Regions from separate parts of the Mus musculus genome. Here region 2 is linked to region 1. A link is a contact called in public HiChIP or PLAC-seq data. All regions are on one chromosome and are shown on one strand. The core of a region is the stretch at or near the end of the contact, and the rest is flanking DNA. Distances in the headings are between cores, read along the strand shown.

Region 1 (2,868 bases), core at 178-2,677:
ATCATTAAGATCTGTATTTGTAGATGGCTTGTTTTCATATTTTTAAGGCTTCTGGACTATTTCTAACCCTGATAAATGGATATATCGATAGGTATCATCTCTAGCCTTAGAACTTTAGGATCCAAGGGCCCTGTGGCAGTGAGACAGATAAGTGGCTGCTGAATTTGATTCCTGGCTGGTCTCATGATTCAATCTACCACGCACCAGAGTAATTCTCGGTTGATCATATAATCCTTCCCTGTACACTTTCCAACCTGGTCACATTTTTTTCCTTTGTATGTGTCTGACTCTCCTGTGCCACAGAACTGCCTCTCCCTTCCGGCCCTTCCCTTACCTAGGAGATTAAGCAGGATGAGTCGGCGCTTTCTCCCCTTCACTCAGATCAGATCCCTGAAGAATTCAGATTTTGACAATAGATTCGATTCTCTTTCATGTGATGCCTAGCTGCTGTCTTTGGATCATATAGAATGATAAAATGGTGTTTCTCTCTACCGCTGATTCATACACCAGAATAGTCACTGGATCTGAAGCTGGCTCTGAGTCTCCTGAGGACTATGGATCTGTTATAAAAAACAGTACTGCTCGGCTTTATATGGTTTGTCTTTGGTAAACGGCTTCCATTTCCTCTCTTTACTCATTGTGGTGTTTTATTCCCCAATATTCCTTCATGGATTTCCATGCTGGATCTGGCTATCTATCATCTATCTATTATCTATCAATGTCCTATCTATCTACCTCTATCACCCTCTCCTCCCCTCAATAAAAATATTTTTTCTTGTTCAGAGTGTGTTGTGAGAAATATTAAAATGAACAGCAAATTCCTGCGCTACTTTGGGCACGGGGGTGGGGGGCGGGGGGGCCACATGGCTCTAGCCAGGTGTTCTCATCTCAGCAGACTCTCTGGCCCCGGAGTTTCAAATCTTTCCACCCAGCTCGCTAAATTCCCACTGATGAATCGTTATGAGCTAGCCCCATGCTTCAAAATCCCCACGGCCTTTTTGGTGCACATCTGGCAAACCTACGCTTTGCTGCCGAACCTTTCTCTCTTAAACCCAGTCAAACCGTGGCATGAAGGAAAATGCAACACAAACTTTCAGAAACAATGGAAACTCAATCTCTGGGCACAACAACCATAATCCTAATCTTCTAAACCATATTAAATCTAAATCCTCTGTTGGAGAATCTTGGCATATTGGCCATATAAACCGGGAGACACTAGTAGCTACATCTTGCCTCTCGCTAACCCGACCAAAAAAAAAAAAAAAAAAAAAAAGCCCCTAACTCTTTTCTGTTTCCTCTCTTCCTCTCTCCAGCCCAGAAGTCCCACCTACTCTCCCAGGGATTAATTACTGTATTCATTAGGGGATGGGTCACAAGGAGTCACTTGTGTATGTGACTCATTCCTCATTCCAGACAACCCCTCCTAGGAGAATGGAATTAACATCAAAATACAACAGCACCAGGGCCTTGCACAAAAGTATCCTTCCACTGGCTCATACAACTGCAGTTTGTAAATTCCTGTCACCTGTCTATCAAGTTTATTTTGCCCCAACACAAACCTTTTATCATATCATCCAGCCCTTCTGATAAATCTGTAGTGTCAATCATTCATTGCATACAGTCTTTCCCTGACTTCATAGGGCCCCTGGTCCTACTTGGTTTTATCCTGGGCAACCATATTGTCGCAGAACTTTGACTTCCTCCTGCTAATCTTGTATTTCCTCATAGAAGCCTGCCTAACTGTGGTTTGAATATGAAATCTGCCCTTTAGGCTTTGCTGTTTGAAACTTGATCTTCACCTGGTAGTGCTGTTTGTAAAGGTTGTGGTAACTTTGGCAGGTAGAGGCATTAAAGGAAATGTATGGCTGGTGGCCTATACTGAACCTTTAAGACAATAATCACTTGGATGATTCTTACATATTTGTGTTTAGCAGAGGGGAAATTCATAACTTCTGGTAGATTTATATACAACCTTACTTTTGAAATAAGAACTCAACATGATATACATTTTAAACAAATATCTCAAACTGTGAGGTTCCTTAGAACTTTAAACTCCATAGTTCATCTAGATGAAATTTACTTCATGTACTGACTAAAATGTAAATTCTAAATAATTTCACTCAAGACCCACTGCGTTAGATTCTGTAAGGTGTTAGGTCTGGAAACCACCCTTGTTTGGAATTCCCAATGTTATTCTAATTCATACCAAAGTTTGAAACCCACTTTACGGGAGGTTCCTCCAATCCTATGATTTTATGATTCTGGTTTATGACTAATCAGCCTAAATTTTAGTTGGTACACCACATAACTCCCTGCCAAACTTCCTCAACCAAATATAGCAAGAGTTGACATATGCCAAAACGGCGGTAGTCTTTGTTAGTGCCCTTCCTAAAAGCAGCTGGGCCCACACAGCCTTATCCCCAGCTGTCTGGGCCAGGCAGCAGGTGCTGGGATGGCCATCCCAGTTCTATTCCATGTCTGCAGCTGTTTTTGTGAAGCAAATCTGGCAGCACTGCCTGCCCAGGTCTCCAATTTTCCCTTGGGTGGCCCCTGTTTAGTGGGTGGTCCAGCTCAGCCTTAGCTCTGGTGAGCATACATTCCTAAGTTGTAATACCCTGGCCAGTGCCCACAAAAGCCCTATGTGCTTTATGTTTGCATATGTATATGCACACTTTGGATTAGAGTAGTGCTTAAAGTACACTTCTTCCTTAAAATATATTTTTGTGTGTATCTGTGGACAATTATTTTACAAAATATTTTTATACATAAGTCTTAGTTGCAGATGAAAGGGACATGATCCAGGTCTCTCTCTCCCTGTCTCTCCCTCTCTCTCCCTCTCTCTCCCTTTCTCTCCCTCTCTCTCTCTCC
Region 2 (2,868 bases), core at 132-2,631, 150 kb before region 1:
AATACTATGAAATCAGTCTTCAGAGCTTGGCCAGACCAGGTTATATTCTTTCTAATTCTCTGTCTAAAATTTTTGGTATTCTCAGTAATAGGGGCTTTACCTTTGAATTCTGTGAATTAGTCAGAGGCAAAATCAATAACCTATAATTGTTTTGGAGTTACTGTGCATATATAATCAATAATTTGAAAGGATATTTCTTATGCACAGTGCCGAGATTTTTGTTACATAGTCTATCACTCTTTCAGAGAACATTATCACCCCAAGTGGCATAACTTCATTTCAACTATGTATATGTGGATGTGAATGTATATGTATTTGCATGTATGTATATGAACATATATGTATCCGTGCATATATAATTTTAAGTAAATATAAAATAAAATGATTCCCTATAGTCTTTTCAAATACCCTTATTGTTATTTATTTTTCCATCAACTCCCATACTGCCTTCTTCTCCCCTCCCCAAGAAAGCCCCTTCCTACTGTTTTGCCCATCTTCCCCTTTATAGCACCTATATCCAGCTACCCTCCTCTCTAAAGCTCCATCTGGCCCATCCTCCCATTGTCTCTTTTACTTTTCCTGGTTGCTGTGGTTGTACCAGGTTGTGCTCTCACATATGATGATTTGGAGCCAAGAGCCACAAAATGTGGGGGTTGGGAATTGCTACACACACTCCAGTGTAGTCTGCTTGACAGGCTGAGAAGCCTGGAAGCACTCATGAGGCAAAGAGTTTCAGAGAAACTCACCTCCTGGAACCTTGGCGTTCTCATAACCCGTATACTCATACCCTATCCCTGCGTTAGTCTGGTGTATGGATCCACGTGCTCTCTTTTAGTATTATTTTATTATAAGTGCCTTTTAAGATTGAATTCTGACATAGCTAAGCCTTCGCCAGTGTTCCAATGTCCCAGAAAATCCTTGAAGTCGACAAACTTGGAATTCAGTAGGAATTCAGTAAGAAGGCTACCTATTCAGGAACATTCAAATTTACTTCTAGTAGAGACATTGAAACTAATTAGGCATTACAAAGAACAGAGCCAGAATAGCTCAGGGCTGGTCTGCAGAGTGTTTACTTGGGACAGTAGCCAGTCTTACCCAAACAAGGGAATACACAATGGCCTAGCTAATAGGTGGGTTTACCATGTAAAAGTTAGGGAATCCCACTGAGACAGGAATCTTCACTACAGCCAGGTATAGCAGTCTACATTGCATATTAGAAGCAAGTTGGTGAATTCTTCTGACAAATGGAGATTCTCCACAGATACTTAAAAGAACAGCCAAGTTACACTCATACAAGAATTTATCAGGCCTAGGAAAGAGGGGGGTTGTGGTATTGCATTATTCATGAGAAGGCCTGCTAGAGCAGAACCCCCTGGTGCTAGCTTTAACAAGGCTCAAAGGAGTAGCACAAATTGTGACTAGGGTGTGAAATCCTTACCTGTCATTTGCTGACCCTAGGCAGGGCGGTTTTATCTTTACTGTAAATATTACCTGGTTCCTGTAAGTCCTTTTGAAGTCATTCCTTTGTTTTGTGTCAGGTAACTTCAATGTACTTTGCCTGCTGTGACATCCTACCCCCTTTATTTTCTGTATTATTTAAGACTGGTGTTCACTTTGTGACAATACATTCAGATTCTACACAATCTCCTGTTTTGCATCTGTCTGTCATTCATTCGCCCGACTCCTTGTCCACCTGCAACTAGAGACCCATTCTATGCAAACAAGGGACCAAGAGGGTCTGCCGAAGTTTGGCGCTATATACCACTCAGAATAGTATTTTAACTTCCATTCACTTACCTACAAATTTTGTGATTTCATTTTTCTTTACAGCTGAATAGTGTTCATTATGTATATGTACTAGATTTTTTTTTTAATCCATTTTTCAGTTGAAGAACATTTAGGTTGTTTCCATTTCCTCACTGTTGTGAACAGAGCAGCCAAAAATCAGTGCTAAGCAAGTGCTTGTAGAGGAGGATGTTAAGTCCTTTGGGCATATAAGAAGGAATAGTATAAGCGAGTCATGCAATTGATCTTATTTTTTAGAATAATCCACACTAATTTCCATAGTAGTTGTACCAGTTTGCAAAAACAACAATGTATAAGGGTTCTCCTTTCCTTACATCCTTGCCAGAATTTGTTCTAGGTGATTTTGTTGGTCTTATTCAGCCTGCCAGGGGAAAAATGAAATCTCAAAGTTGTTTTTTAATTTGCATTCCCCTAACTGCTAGAGACCGTGAACTATTTTTAAGTGACATTTTAGCCATTTTTATTTCATCTTTTGGGAATTTCTGTTCAGATCCATAACCATTTGAGTTATACAAATACATAATAGAAAATTCAAAAAAGGAAAGTTTCCAGTTGGTAAAGAGAAAAAATAATCTGTGGAAATTCACCAAGGTCAGCTGACTAGAAATAGTGGCAAAGCCAGTGTGAAGGTCACAGGACTCCCTTCACATAGCTATGGCGTGAAGAGCAGCTGTGTGACATCTGTTGTTTTTCATTTTGCAAGATTTTGGTTTCCATGGCCTTTACTATTCTGAGAAAACTAATGTAATATTCCCCAAATAAATTAAGATCTTCTTGGCTTCTTAAATGTAAGCTTCTATTAAAACTAGACTAGGAAAAAGAATAGTGAAAATCTTCCACTGGGATTCTGGGGTCACTGTAAAAAGGCATGAGTACTAGGATTTATTCAGCTGTTGTTTTCTATGCCTGATGACAATTGATTGTCTTCACCTTTGTACTGTGACTGTTAAGTTCATGTGAAACCTCAAAGATCACATCTGATCATCTTTATTTTATGCTCTGTTTGGGGACAAGTTGGCCTTCCGTTACTGCCATCCTTAAGCCTTATTCTCCTGTTCTGAT

The links. HiChIP or PLAC-seq counts read pairs in DNA pulled down with a chosen protein or histone mark.
Region 2: an H3K27ac HiChIP or PLAC-seq map of stem cell-derived epiblast-like cells shows a contact between it and region 1, with 2.7 times the contacts expected there. The contact joins two enhancer-like sites. A contact is called at or near these places in 1 of 484 Hi-C or Micro-C datasets (myocytes) and 2 of 115 datasets of contacts at active chromatin or transcription factors (epiblast stem cells and stem cell-derived epiblast-like cells).

The regions. Positions count from the first base shown.
Region 1 is chr17:16,218,395-16,221,262 of GRCm38.p6, reverse strand. No RefSeq gene overlaps it. Among named protein-coding and RNA genes, the nearest start is that of Gm41534, 16 kb to the left of the region's middle. Within about 2 kb of position 1,427, at least 18 of the 459 cell types and tissues checked have an H3K27ac peak or open chromatin away from gene starts, as enhancers often do. A contact at or near this core is called in stem cell-derived epiblast-like cells, where this site is marked.
Region 2 is chr17:16,372,779-16,375,646 of GRCm38.p6, reverse strand. The region is part of intron 2 of Gm41534 (a long non-coding RNA gene); the gene reads right to left. Among named protein-coding and RNA genes, the nearest start is that of Gm41534, 140 kb to the right of the region's middle. Within about 2 kb of position 1,381, at least 12 of the 459 cell types and tissues checked have an H3K27ac peak or open chromatin away from gene starts, as enhancers often do. A contact at or near this core is called in stem cell-derived epiblast-like cells, where this site is marked.